Linked DNA regions of Drosophila melanogaster: region 2 is linked to region 1. Evidence: chromatin contacts called from public Hi-C data. All regions are on one chromosome and are shown on one strand. The core of a region is the stretch at or near the end of the contact, and the rest is flanking DNA. Distances in the headings are between cores, read along the strand shown.

Region 1 (7,456 bases), core at 2,640-5,139:
TAAAATACATAATAAATCCTACAATGCTTACCTGGCATTCACGACTGCAGTACCATTGATTCTGACAGTTGGAGCACATAAAGGTGGCTCCATAGAGCTTGCACTCGTGGCATTGTCTACCTGTGTTACCGTTGATGGTGGCGGAAGATTCAGCCTGGGACTTATGGGAGCTCCTATGCTTGTGAGACTTGTGCTTATGCGACTTGCGCTTGTGAGACTTGTGCCTCTTTTGGACATTCTCATGGTCGTTGATATTAGCGGAATGTTGTTCTTGGTAGGACTGAATAGAAACATTTATTTTCGCGGAATGTCAAAAAATATTGTGATTAAGTGCATACCTGTCTATTGGCCAGTTGGCGACGGGAGGCCATCGGACTGCTGTTGAACAGCGGTTCGATCTGTGATTCATTATCCGAATTATTGTCCTCCATTGAGACGTTACTAAAATGCGAATAATTTTTCCAAGCCCTAATCTTGCGAAGCGTCTCTGAAAGATTGGCTGACAAATGTGTCGAGGAGCTTGCCATGTCCTGGTTACTATAAATTATATGACGTTAAAATAATATGTTCTAGTATATTATTTGTATTTTCTCACCTGTCTTGCGAGTGGATTAGCTTCGGTCGCTTGGCTGGCGGATCTCTGTCTGGATTGCTATCTAGCAGATGGTCATTTACCGCATTCCGAGATTCGTAATGCTGATCCCGCATTGATAGATGACTTACGGGCAAGGAATCTCTACGAAAAAGCATTTGGTCATCCTCGAAATTGGCCGGAGACACGGACGGTGCGCGTTTATTTAAGCCCAAGGAACTGAAAACGATCAATTTTAACTTGGGATTCTCAGAATTAAACATTTAAAGATTTACCCCCGCAGAAGCTGTATGATGTTCTGGTTTAACTCGGCGTAATTCAGTAATTTTTCAATTGCCGACAAACTATGTTTGGAGGCCATTGGAGAATCGATTTCCTCTTCTAGCATAGCCTTTACCTCACTGAGCTCCTTGGTGCCGCACTTGTTGATAAGGATGGGCAGTAGGTCCTTAATACGTATCAAGCGCTCCTTTCGCTCCATTCGTTCATGCAGCTCCTTCTTAATGCAGCTCAAATACAGCAGTCGGTTATATTCATCCTCTTTCTGGGCCATCAGCTTATCTAGGGCTGCAAGATCCGCAACGATGCGTTCGCGCTCTTTTTTCAATGAATCTTCATCAGGGGGTACCGAGTTAATTTTATCAATCATTGTCGAGTTCAATTCATCGAAAAGTTCTTTGACGCGATAATGGAAGTTTGCATCACTATTATTGAGATCAACGAATGACTTTTGGCGGGTTGTCGAAGAAGAAGCCGCTGGTGACCCCAAGCCCTGCGTCTGGGTGCTCACCGTTTCCGATCGACGGGGTTGCGGCTGTTGGGGCACCGCAAAGTTGGGAGCAGCCACTGGAACAGGATGCAGTTGAGATGGCGATTGATGGACCTGCTGTGATTGGGCAAGCTGATGTGGACTAGCATGCCTTTGAGGGGTCAACGGCTGCACCGAAGCTGGTCTTGATGAATCTGGCTGCTGTGGTGGAGGAGCTAGCTGCTGTGGTGGAGGAGCTAGTTGCTGTGGTGGAGGAGCTAGCTGCTGTGGTCGAGGCGCTAGCTGCTGTGGTGGAGGAGCTAGCTGCTGTGTTGGAGCTAGCTGCTGTGGCGGAGCCATATGTTGTGGTGGAGCCATATGCTGTGTGGGAGCTCGCTGTTGTGGCGGAGCCAGCTGCTGTGGCGGAGCTCGCTGCTGTGGCGGAGCTCGCTGCTGTGGTGGAGCTAGCTGCTGTGGTGGAGCTAGCTGCTGTGGTGGAGCTAGCTGCTGTGGTGGAGCTAGCTGCTGTGGCGGAGCTAGCTGCTGTGGCGGAGCTCGCTGCTGTGGTGGAGCTAGCTGGTGTGGTGGAGCTAGCTGGTGTGGTGGAGCTAGCTGCTGTGGCGGAGCTCGCTGCTGTGGTGGAGCTAGCTGGTGTGGTGGAGCTAGCTGGTGTGGTGGAGCCAGCTGCTGTGATGGAGCTAGCTGCTGTGGAGATGGTCTATGTTGAGCCAGGTGCCGTGGTGGAGCGAATGGAGCTGTAGCCAGTTGCTGTGGAGGAGCTCGCTGCTGTGGTGGAGGAAGCTGCTGCGGTGGAACTGATCTTGGGAAGTGCATCTGTTGCACGGGGGCTTGTTGTAGTGGAGCAACCTGAGATGGAGCTCTCTGCGCGAGGGCAGCCACTTGTGGTGCAGCAGCATAGGATGCAGCGACTTGGGATAAAGCTGTCTGTTGAATCGAGAAAGTCGCATTAGCTTTCATGTTATTTGACAGCTTTTCGTTGGGATAGGATATCTGCATTTGGGTGGCCGTTGGCGGTGGAGTATTTAAACTGTAAGTGTCAGCTTGCTTGGCGGCAGTAGGCGGAGCCAGGGTATACGGTGTGCTCAGCTTAAAAGCCTGCTGACGCTGAAGAGGATTAGTCGATGGAGTGGTGGGCATTCTTAGATTTAATGGTGGAGCTGCCTCCATTGGCTTCTGTTGCTGCACCGTTGAAAACCCAATTATATTATCATCCTCGACTTCATTGTTGCGCTTCTCTTCGCTAGCGGGCGGTGTTACCGAACGGCGTCTTTTAAGAGTGGCATCAACCACAAGCGACTCTGCCTCATTTGGCGCATCTCGCGACCGGTCCTTTAGAGCCTGTTCCAATTCCCGACACGCTGAGAGTTTACCGTAGTCGAAGACCGGTTCCTGGGGATCCTTCTTTACCAGGAACTCGTCGAGGATAGAGGCACCGTTTTCGTTGTTTCCAAGTGGGTTTGCTTTCTTCCTTTCTGGCAGCTCGTAGTTTAGTTGGGGTGGAGCCGGAAGCGTAGGCTTATTTTCCTTGATGGGCGTAACCCTTGCCGGCTCTTGCTCTGGTTTCTCAGGCGAATCCTCGTTCTCCGTGTCGTCAAGGCAAATGAGTTCCGGCGAACCACTGCCGCTGCGGCTGCGAGAATAGCTACGACTACGACTGCGACTGCAACTTCGGCTAAGACTGCGGCTGTGGCTGCGACTACGACTGATGCTCCTGCTGTCGTAGGTTCTGCGCTGCCTGTCATGGAAGCGAACCAGGTGCTTCAATTTACGCTTGGGCAGCAAGTCCTTCAGGCCGTCAAAATAGCTGTTGTAGTCCATTTTATTGGGTCGCAGCCTGAAGTGTGATCGGATAAGATAGGATTACAGTTTCAGTAGGTTCTTTGGGAAGTAAGCCTTACCAACGAATACTGCGACGCTTGAAGTAAAGATTGGGCAGCCTGCCACGCTGTAACTGCAATTGCCGGATCCGCCGAATTGTTTCTGAGCGCGTGGAAGGTGGCACCGCATCGTCATCTGGCTTTTCATTTTTCTCAGTGGCAGCCGCCGATTCTGGAGCTCCATTTCCGGGTTTCTCGGACTCGGATCCCTTGGATTTTGTCTTTTGGGGTCGTTGCTTGCTCACCGCCGCGTCCATTAGAGCGTCGTATTCCTCCTCCTCGTGGCTATACTCGTCGCTACTTAGCTGCGAATTGGAGGAGTCGTAGATCTCGTTGGACATTAGGCCTGCAACTGGACGACGGTCAGGTATGTACATCTTTTGGCATTAACCCCCTCAAAAACTCACGCGCTCACGTCTGCAAATTTTTGGCCAACAAAAAATCGTCTGCCGGTTGAATATTCTAATCCGCCGACGGGCTCACCTTTTCAGTTGCTGAAAACCACTTAAAACAATGGCCCAAGTCCCCAAATAGGCTAATTCGGGTTTATACCAGTTTTAAAGCGTTTACTTTCAGCAAAAATCCAATTTCCAAATGCGAAAAAAAATTCGCCGTTCAATTCTGCGAATAATTTTGACAGGCATTTAGTATGGACGCAAACCAATAGGGTAACCACTTTTGGGAAAGTCTTTAAATAATACTGAATAAAATATGTTCTTCCAACTAGTTCTTAGTTAGGTAAACCAAGCAAACAAATTTTTAATCTTATTAAATTAAAGTAATCTAGTAATCTTATTAAATATTACTAGTTTCGGGGTATTCGGTCATTTCATATCTAAAAACCAAATAACTATATTAGAATAAGTTACTCACTAGAGTTTCATTTTTTGATTTATGGAAAAGTTAGCGTAGATCAAAAATCAATCATTAATAAGCTATAAGTTGTAGTGCAGATCGTTAGCCAAATTATTCAGATTTCCTTTACAACATTGCAACCTGACAGCCCTGGTGGCAAATATTAAATATTGAAAAATACTAAAGGCAAAAGTGGCGATTTTCCGTTTGTTCACCGGTGTCATCGTCATTGCACTCGAACGGTCATACCGTTTGGCTTACAAAAGAAAACAAATCAATTCGCACAAAAACATTGCCAAAAAGGTAAATGGCGGGCACGACGCCGCCGAGTGATAACCATATAGTAGTGACCAGTGTTTAGCAACCGATTCCCGCCCAGTGACACTCGTAAACAAAGGGCACGACCGACAGTGTCTGTATATATATGTGCATATGCGTAACAGGGAATAACCGATAAGAACGGCGCAGCTGCAGATAGACATACCTTTAAATAGGACTTTGTTTATTGATCGTTTGTGGGTGGCTATTGCCTTGCAGATCGCGAACTGATAACCATAAATGTTAACCACGTCACGCCACCCCACGCCTCTCCCAAACACACACACTCGCACACGTGCGCCAGCTGAGCACATGCATACGTATATGCATGCTCACACGCACACAATCGCATGGTCGTGCACAAGAACTCTTTTGTTGTATGTAAAGTGGACGATCGAAAAAGTAAACTAATTCAATACAATGGGTTCAGCAATCAACGTCGGGGTCACCAATTGAGTGCATCAAAAATACAATCAATTCGGCCCGGCGAATTTTCGGTTGATTCAGCTAATGGCGGTGTGCATAAGAAATGGCATGAAAAGTACTCCTTTTTTCATTGGATTTAAATCCCATTATCATAGGAAGAAATAAGAAATTTAAAAAAAGCAGTGCTTGTCAACTGAATGCATTCATTTCTATTACAAAAACGTAGTGCGTTCCATTGTGCATGTAAATATATGCAGTCCCAGTTTTATATTACGTGTCAAAACAAAAGATTGACCTTTATCATTGGTCGTTTTACAACCATTGTTTATAACTTTGTAGAAATACAAATAAAAACTTCTTTGATAAACTTTATCCGCTGACATGTTTTAAATCATAATTTAAGTAAATCATGATCATTTAAATAATAATCTCAATATATAATACCTATTACTTTAGTTTATTTAAAATCCGAAAATCGTTTCGAAACTTATTTAAATTTGCTTAAATTGAAATATCTAAAATATCCGAAGCCAAGTATTATTTAATAAGAAATATGAATAGCTAAACGCCTTAATGAAATGATTTAATTAGTTTAAAGTTTTAAAGTTGTCGTTTTTACTCATAATTAAAACGGTCGTAAAACTTTAGTACTTTTTTAAAACATCTCCATGTACAAAATGTAAAAAATGACACCTAACTGTCATCAATTTTTTGCTAAACTGTTTGCACACTTTGGTCCCCATAAACCCACTCATTCTAAAGATTATTGACTTTCGCGAGCTTCCACTGTGAAGTGCGAGTATCTGCCCCATAATGACTATCCGTCGGACAGGCGGACTTTGTCCACAGCGGCTGTAGCTATTTCCAACGGAGAAGTCATCGATTGGCCAAGGCTGATTAGATTCCTCCTCCGGCAGCGGCCTTAGCAAAAGCTATAGCCTATAGGGCTATGGGCTATAGCTCCCGCTGATATCTGGCGAATATCTCTGCCGTGCGGCGGTTGCCCCAGTCCATTGCCAGCTGGTGGTGCAGGTGGTTGCCTTCCCGGATTTCACGATTTCTTTTAACTTGGCCGCGTGCTTTTAATTGAAGAAAACGCAGCTCTTGTGTGAGTGCGGGACCTTGTGTAGTGGTCATAAACTAGGTGTTCCACCGTTGGGACCATAAAGTGCGGGTTTACGAGCACTACCGGGAGAACAACCTACAATTAAAGTAGTGATTACGTAAAGACAGCCGTTTTATTGGTTAAACATCGCTATTTGCAGATCAAAATGGGTTCCCTGGAGAAGCTGAAACAATTGAGACTGATACACCTGTGCATCGCGCTCACCTTCTTTACCAGCGGGCTGTGCATCAACTTTATCCAGCTGCTGATGCACGTCTTTATCAAGCCCATAGACAAGCGACTCTTCCGCAAGTTGATGTACTATGCCTGCTATTCGCTTTACTCCCGTGAGTATATCCTGACCAGTTCCGATTCGAAGTAGAAACATAATACCTCCAATCCCTTAGAACTTATCTTCGTGTCCGATTGGTATGCCGGCAGCAAGATGACTGTCTACATGGACAAGGAGGACTTCGAGAAGCATGCCGGCAAGGAACACGTCCTTCTGATCATGAACCATAAATACGAGATCGATTGGCTCAACGGCTGGATGATCTGCGAAAAGTTGGGCGTGCTGGGCAACTGCAAGGCCTATGCGAAGAAGGCAATCCGCTACGTGCCCATCATCGGCTGGGGCTGGTGGCTGGCCGAGTTCGTCTTCCTCAATCGAAACTTCGACCAGGACAAGACCATCATCACCGAACAGCTCAAGGTGGTCTTCTCCTATCCCGATCCCACCTGGCTTTTGCTCAACGCCGAGGGCACTCGCTTCACTCCCGCCAAGCACGAGGCATCCGTAAAATTCGCCCAGGAGAGGGGCATGACGGTGCTGAAGCACCATTTGATCCCGCGCACCAAGGGATTCACCGCCAGCTTGGCACCCATCCGCGGTCTCTGTCCGGTAATCTACGACATTAATCTAGCGTACAGGCCCACAGATAAGGTAATTATAACGGCAAACTTCAAGCACTTCATTTAAGTGCTTTAGTTATATAATACTGTATTTTATTGTGCCATACATTTAATGCAGAATTCTGCATGGCAAAGCTTCTCATGTATATTTTTGATAAGGCTAATCAGCCTGTTCGACAATACCTGTCTGATTGCTTTGGTCTAATCAAATTTCTTTTCGTTTAATCCGATTATTTTGCTCATTTACTTCACTGCCTCTTTTAAGAGTCACGATTTCTTAAGATCGATGCTCTTAAAGATACCGATTAGAATGAGCAAACATTTCAAGGTTAATCAAGTGGTAATTTTTATAACTTATTTTCCTTATTTTGGTTTATTTTCCTTACCTTTGACGTGTCATCAGTATTATTAGCACTTTAGCCAGCATAGCAACCTTAATTTTTTAACTGAGTAATTTGGCGTTCTAATGATAAGTGCATAGAATTTAGCAAATTGCAAATTTATTATGGTTTTAAATTAAACTCGCAGAAGTGAGTTATAAAAGATGCTTATAAAGATACTACAGTTTTAGCTACTAAAAGGCTATTTACCGGACTTAATTA
Region 2 (7,456 bases), core at 3,636-6,135, 400 kb before region 1:
TCCATTCGTAATTTCTTCTCATTACATTGATTCTTACCCGGGGCTGAATTTGCTAACATTGCCTTCCTTTTTATGTCGTGTCTTCCCACTATAAACGGTCTGGATCTGGATTTTGTTTGGATGAACCTTCCGCAGTGTGATTGTTCAGGCTGATGGACAGCTCCGCACAGGATTCGATGTGGTTGTGGCTGCACTGCTGGGTGCTGATGAGTTTGGTTTCAGTACTGCTCCATTGATCGTCATGGGTAAGTTGTGGCCATTACTTTTATACTCTGTGTTATAAGTATAATACTCTTTAAAGGCTGCACTATGATGCGCAAGTGTCACTTGAACACCTGTCCCGTGGGCATTGCCACCCAGGATCCGGAGCTGCGCAAGAAGTTCACGGGTAAACCAGAGCATGTTATCAACTTCTTCTTCATGCTGGCCGAGGATGTAAGCTTATATTTCCCATAGCTTCTATAAATTAGACTAATCATTTGACTATTTTTATAGATTCGCAAAATTATGGCTGGATTGGGCATTCGAAAGTTCCAGGATCTGATTGGTCGCACCGATTTATTGCGCGTGGCCAGTCAACGCGATGCCAAGGCTAGTAACCTGGACCTCAAGTTGCTCCTGCAGCCAGCTTTGGAACTGCGTCCCGGCACGAACATCGTTGGAGGTTCCGTAAAGCAGGACTTCCAGCTGGAGAAGCGTTCCGACAACGAACTAATTGCCAAGGCTCAGCAAATATTCAGTGGAGCAGACGATAATGTAACCGTCAAGATGCGCATCCACAATGAGGAGCGAGCCTTTGGTTCTACTCTGAGCTATCATATTGCATGGTAGGATTAAGTCTGTTAACAAGGTGATCATAATCTAATTTGTTATAATCTACAGCAAATATGGAGAGGCTGGCTTGCCCGCTGGCAAGAGCATCGACATCTTCCTGGAGGGTTCCGCTGGTCAGAGCTTCTGCGCGTTCCTGGCGCGGGGTGTTAATGTGACATTGAAGGGCGATGCCAACGATTATGTGGGCAAGGGTCTTTGCGGTGGTAATGTTGTCATCATGCCACAAGATACGGTTCCCTTCGAATCACATCTCAATGTTATCGTGGGCAACGTTTGCTTGTATGGAGCCACTGAGGGAACTGCCTATTTCCGCGGTATTGCCTCCGAACGCTTCTGCGTACGAAACTCTGGTGTAACCGCCGTTGTTGAAGGTGTGGGCGATCACGGATGTGAATACATGACTGGCGGTGTAGTGGTTATCCTCGGTCTTACGGGACGAAACTTCGCCGCTGGCATGTCCGGCGGTATTGCTTATGTGTACGATTTAGATGGTTCCTTTAAGCCCAAGGTAAACCCGGAAAGTGTGGAACTCCTGCCGTTGGAAATTGAGAAGGATGTGCTGCTCGTCAAGGAACTGTTGGCTGATTTCATTGAGAAGACAGGCTCGAAGGTGGCCAAGGAGTTGCTTGACAACTGGGCCGAAGCCCAGGGCAAGTTTGTCAAGGTCTTCCCGTATGAATACCAAAAGGCTCTAAAGGACATGGCCGAACAACAAGCAGTGGAGCAGCCCCTGAAGTCCGCCATCGAGAATGGAAACGGAAAGCATGAACCGCACATCAAGGACATTGAGGAAGCGATTCAGGACGTGGTGCTCGAGCAGAAGCGTGCCGATCGCGTCCTGGACAAGACCCGTGGCTTTGTAAAGTACAAGAGGGAATCGGCTCCGTACCGAGATGCTGGAGAGCGACAGAAGGATTGGGATGAAGTCTACAACTTCCCACATGTGCGCAAGAACCTCAAGGTTCAAGCAGCTCGATGCATGGAATGCGGTGTGCCCTTCTGTCAGTCCAACTCCACGGGCTGTCCGCTCGGTAACATCATTCCCAAGTGGAACGACCTCGTTTTCCACGGCGAGTGGCAGGAGGCTCTGCGTCAACTGCTGCAGACCAACAACTTCCCGGAGTTCACTGGTCGAGTATGCCCCGCTCCCTGCGAGGGTTCCTGCGTTTTGGGCATCTCCGAGCCAGCTGTAACGATCAAGAACATCGAATGCGCCATCATCGATCATGCCTTCGAGCAGGGCTGGATTAAGCCAGAGATTCCGGAAGTGCGCACTGGCAAACGAGTTGCGATTGTGGGATCAGGACCTTCCGGCTTGGCCGCCTCGCAGCAGCTGAACCGCGCCGGTCACTTTGTCACCGTTTTTGAGCGCAACGATCGCGTTGGTGGACTTTTGCAGTATGGTATTCCCACGATGAAGCTTTCCAAGGAGGTGGTCAAGCGGCGGGTAGATCTGATGGCTGACGAGGGTATCGAGTTCCGCACCAATGTCCATGTGGGCAAGGACCTCAAGGCCGAGCAACTGCTGCAGGAGTAAGTATAATTGAACATTTTAGGTGATCTAGCTGATTTTTGACGATTTTGCCATGATTGGGTTAAATCAGTCCTCAAGTTTTAATAGAATATTTAGTCTAAAACACCTGTACTTATTACTCTCGAAATTTTCAACAGGTATGATGCCGTCCTCCTCACCACTGGCTCCACCTGGCCACGTGACTTGCCGCTCGCCAACCGTGACCTGAAGGGCATTCACTTTGCCATGGAATTCCTGGAGGCGCAGCAGAAGAAGCAGCTGGGCGGAAAGAATGATATAATATCTGCCGCTGGCAAGAATGTGATCATCATCGGCGGTGGCGATACCGGATGCGATTGCATTGCCACGTCGTTGCGTCAAGGCGCCAAGAGTATCACTACATTCGAGATCCTTCCGGAACCGCCACAGAAGCGTGCTCAGGACAACCCCTGGCCTCAGTGGCCGAAGGTCTTCCGCGTGGACTACGGTCACGAGGAGGTGAAGCTGAAGTGGGGCAAAGATCCGCGCCAGTACTGCACCACCACCAAGGAGTTCGTGGGCGAAAATGGAGCCATCAAGGGCGTGAACACCGTCGAGGTTGAGTGGACCAAGACGGAAACGGGCCAGTGGCGCATGCAGGAGGTGGCCGGTTCGGAGAAGTACTTCCCCGCAGACCTTATTCTCCTGGCCATGGGCTTCCTGGGTCCGGAGAAGACGGTGCCGAGCGAACTGGGCCTGGAGCTGGACCCGCGCGGCAACATCAAGGCATCCAACGGACAGTATGGCACCTCGAACTCCAAGGTCTTTGCGGCAGGAGGTCAGTTTTATGTCTACTAAGTAATAGGCTTAGTATTAAGAGTTAATCACATCAATCATTGAATGATTTCTGTATCTTTGCATAACAAAAATGTTAATTTATCTTCTGTCCTTTGCAGATTGCCGGCGTGGCCAGTCGCTGGTCGTCTGGGCCATTACCGAGGGTCGCCAGGCCGCACGACAGGTCGATTCCTATCTGACCGGCCGTCCCAGTGGGCTTCCAGGACCTGGTGGCGTCATCGCGACATCCTAAAGAGGATCCACAGAGGCAGCCAGAGCAGCTAATATCAAGTTTTGTGTGCGTGCATCGTCCTTAGCCTATAGTGCGAAATTCTTTAACGATTTGTGATTTTTATTTTCGCGATTTTAGTTTAGTTTACACTAAAAAGACTTGAGTTTTTTACACACCAAACCAAAACGAAACACGTTTCATTTAGTTTTATTTTGATCGCAAAGCTGGCTGGGAATTGTTAGTGGTTCGTCGAGATGCCCTCCATATGATGATGATGATGATGATGATGATGCGGCAGGAGTCAATTAAGAGTGCAAACTGAAATTCTGATTGAAGCCAATCAATATGTATATCTTAACGGAAATCGAATATCCAACAAAAAATCTAAGGACAATAACTAGAAACTTACCGTTATCGTTAAAATGAAAATTAATTGAACATTAAATATTTAGAAAATGCATTTTTTCAATGTTGTTTTAGCTTGAGTTGCCTAATCTATGCAAACGAAATATATGAAGTGAAAATTGATATGCTGATCTCCACCATCCTATATACAATCCATAAATCGTATATACAGAAAGAGAAATGTATTAAACTCGGCCAATATCGAAACGCATTTTTTAGATGTTGTTTTTGTGTTTTGAACTGCATTCGACCGTTGACCGCAAATGTACCTAAGTGGCTATTGTTAAAACAAATCTGCTCTTTGGCAGTTGAATGTGCGAATACAAAGAATTACACAATTTATACAAAACATATTTAACCCAAATGTATACCCTTATACAGACATCTCTATATAAATATATTTATGTGCAAGTATTTGATGAAATAAATATTCAAATTATTAAAAAGCATTTCTCCGATGAGTTGATATTTGTGTTTTGAATTTGGCATGGGAAATATATTTATTAATAGCTTGAAAAGAGAGGCAACGTCTTTTTGAAATTAAAAACCTTTGTTATATGTATACCTTGTAATTTAAAATTATTGGTATTTTACGTAAAGCGTATAACTTTAAAGGAATGAGAAACCATTGTAATGTAGAAAATATTTAATAATATTTCTTTAAATTCATTGTATGGTAACTTATGTAGTTACCGCTTTATTTAATTACTAAGTACAATATCTTGTTGTTTTATGCCGTAAGCTTGTTACGAGCGGAGCTGAAGTTCCAGTGTGTCCAGTCTGACGATAAGAAGACAGAAGATATCGTCCTCCAGGAAAGGTCTTGGCGTTAGTACCTCTTTTCGCCGTGATGCCAGACCGGGTTTCAGTCTGGGCGCCACAATTGAAATAATAATTTTTTATTGCTATAATAGCCATGCTAAGATAATAGAAATTTTGAAAATTGAGTATTTTTTGAAAGTTGTTTCAATGACTTAATTTTATTTTAAATAAATGCGCCACTTTGAAAGCTTGAAAAAAATACGGCTTCAGGGTCATGGTATTTAATGTCGTGGAAATACCACACTCTGGTAACTCTGAGCGGGCGTCACTCTTTTCGTCTCTGGGCACACTGTCGGCCCTCGCACGCGTATTTTTCTGCCGATTTTGCGTGTAAATTTAATTGTGAAAACATAGTAAAACAGCTGCAATCATGGCCAATTTCGATCTGACACGCATCAATTGCCAGTTTTTGGACAGGCATTTGACCTTCCCGCTGCTGGAGTTCTTGTGCGGCAAGGAGGTTAGAAAAGCGACCAGGCGGTGCTCCGCTGGCGGTTGCCGAGTCACCAGTACATAACTATGGGAAATCTTCATATGTGTGACTTTCGTTGCAGATCTACAACCAGCAGGAGCTGCTGGAGTACATTTTGGAGACGGTGAACAAGACGAACATGATCGATTACACGATGGACACCCGCAAGCGTCTCAATCTCAGCCAGGAGATGCCCGAGGAGCTCGTGCAGCGCAAGGCGGAGGTCCTGGCCACGCTTAAGCAGCTGCAGAACGAGGTGGCACCCATCATGAAGGCCACCGACATTCTTAAGAACGGTGAGAGCATGAAGGACTCGAAGACCTTCGTCAACGCCCTTCAGAAGGACTACAATTTTAAGGTGGAGCACCTGGAGAGCGCCTACAAGCTGGCCAAGTACCTCTACGAGTGCGGCAACTATCAGGAGTCCACCTCTTACCTGTACTTCTGCCTCATCGTCATGTCGCCCAACGACAAGGTGCGTATGGAGCTAAATTAACATGAAAAGCGGCAAAAACCACTAAAACAAGAATATTAATTGATATTGTCTCCCAAATTTTGCAGAACTACCTTAATGTGCTGTGGGGCAAGCTGGCCGCCGAGATTCTGACCCTCAACTGGAACACTGCTCTGGAGGATCTGACGCGTTTGCGCGACTACATTGACAACGCCAACTTCAGCACCATCCAGGCCCTGCAGCAACGCACCTGGCTGATCCACTGGTCGGTCCTGGTCTTCTTCAATCACCCCAAGGGACGCGATCTCATTATTGAGATGTTCCTGTACAAGCCCCTGTATTTGAACGCCATTCAGACAATGTGTCCGCACATCATGCGTTACTTGGCCACCGCCGTAGTCATCAACCGCACCCGCCGCAATGCTCTAAAGGATTTGATCAAGGTGATCCAACAGGAGTCGTACACGTACCGCGATCCCATCACCGAGTTTCTGGAGTGTCTGTACGTGAACTTTGATTTCGAGGGAGCGCGTCTGAAGCTGCACGAGTGCCAGACGGTGATCCTCAACGACTTCTTCATCGTGGCCTGCCTGAATGAGTTCGTGGAGGATGCCCGCTTGATGATCTTCGAGACATTCTGCCGCATCCACCAGTGCATCACCATCAGCATGCTGGCCGATAAGCTGAACATGAAGCCCAACGAGGCTGAGTGCTGGATCGTCAACCTTATCCGCAATGCCCGTCTGAATGCCAAGATCGATTCGAAACTGGGTCATGTGGTGATGGGCACCCAGCCCTTGAGTCCCTATCAGCAGCTGGTGGAGAAGATCGACTCGCTGTCCATGCGGTCGGAGCATTTGGCAGGTTTGATTGAGCGCAAGAGCAAGCAGAAGCAGAATCAGGAGTCGGCCGACTCCTGGAAGTACTACTAGTTGCTGACTTTTTATCCACAATTAAGTTAAGACTCTTTGTACCCTTTAAAAACCGATGATTGCGCGCAGTCGAGCGAATAAATTAACATCTTACTCATTCGCTCAATTCAACATTTGATTTTATTTCCTTCGGAATCAAAATTAGTTATACAAAAAACAATACCAAGGCGGGAATTTGTAATTTCGCTAGCCTACAGAATGCAAACGTCTGCTAATCCTAGAATTAGTTGTTTGTACCTACAAGTGGGTGCTGGATCTTTATGACGATCTGGCCCCGGATCACACTATTGATTGCTACCGCGATTTCTGCTTGACCACCAACCAGGATCTGACGGGCAGGTCCTGCAAGTAAACGATCCATTTGCGCACCAGCAGCAGCCACACTATGCCGTACAGAACGCAAATGCCCGACTCCAAGTAGTACCCATCGAAGGTTATCTCGCACTTGCCAGCCGACGCTTCACAGCTCTGCGGGAGAAAATTAAGAAAAATATTTGTTTAGTTACTTTTATCTCATAACTGGCAAAGTTTATCTTTTCCTGGTTTGGGGTAAAACTTTCACCATACATATGTATCCATATACAATAATAATAATAATCTTGTATGCTGTAGAATCTCTCTCTGAGCACTCACCTGTTGCTCCTCCTTGCCCTGGCAGGTATTTTCCGCATTATTGGAGCACTGCTTCCAGGTGAGCACGTCCACCAACCACAACACCACTGTGTTGGGCCAATTACCGCCCAGATTGCACAATGTGTTCAAAAATGTCATGTAAGTGCCACCGACGGCTGGATCGGAGATCTTGGCGAAAAAGGCCATGGCGGCCACAAACATGGAGTACAGGAATACTTGGTAGATGGCATAACTGGTGATCAGCAGGACGTAGTAATAAGCAGGCACGGCTCCTCCACGGACAATATAGGGTGTGATGTAGGCCAAGCCAGTGGCCACTGTTGCCATGATGATGCGATAGGGA

Evidence for each region. A called contact is a pair of places that touch in the nucleus more often than the background predicts.
Region 2: a Hi-C map of the Kc167 cell line shows a contact between it and region 1, with 2.0 times the contacts expected there. A contact is called at or near these places in 5 of 107 Hi-C or Micro-C datasets (the D17-c3 cell line, the Kc167 cell line, embryo and 1 more).

What each region holds. Positions count from the first base shown.
Region 1 is chr3L:16,382,760-16,390,215 of dm6, reverse strand. It overlaps RAF2 (RING-associated factor 2), which reads right to left and starts at 3,889. Exons shown (of 7, transcript NM_168664.2): 1 at 3,646-3,889; 2 at 3,260-3,590; 3 at 868-3,195; 4 at 596-811; 5 at 339-537; 6 at 32-280. The coding sequence starts at 3,579. It overlaps Agpat3 (1-Acylglycerol-3-phosphate O-acyltransferase 3), which reads left to right and starts at 4,259. Exons shown (of 5, transcript NM_140631.2): 1 at 4,259-4,396; 2 at 6,103-6,289; 3 at 6,350-6,885. The coding sequence starts at 6,109.
Region 2 is chr3L:16,784,370-16,791,825 of dm6, reverse strand. It overlaps eIF3e (eukaryotic translation initiation factor 3 subunit e), which reads left to right and starts at 4,885. Exons shown (of 3, transcript NM_058037.5): 1 at 4,885-5,082; 2 at 5,177-5,569; 3 at 5,656-6,584. The coding sequence starts at 4,993. The coding sequence ends at 6,480. It overlaps CG9674, which reads left to right. Exons shown (of 15, transcript NM_176339.2): 10 at 136-245; 11 at 302-435; 12 at 496-827; 13 at 883-2,367; 14 at 2,506-3,164; 15 at 3,283-4,253. The coding sequence ends at 3,416. It overlaps CG9706, which reads right to left. Exons shown (of 3, transcript NM_140664.4): 2 at 7,114-7,456; 3 at 6,580-6,948. The coding sequence ends at 6,775.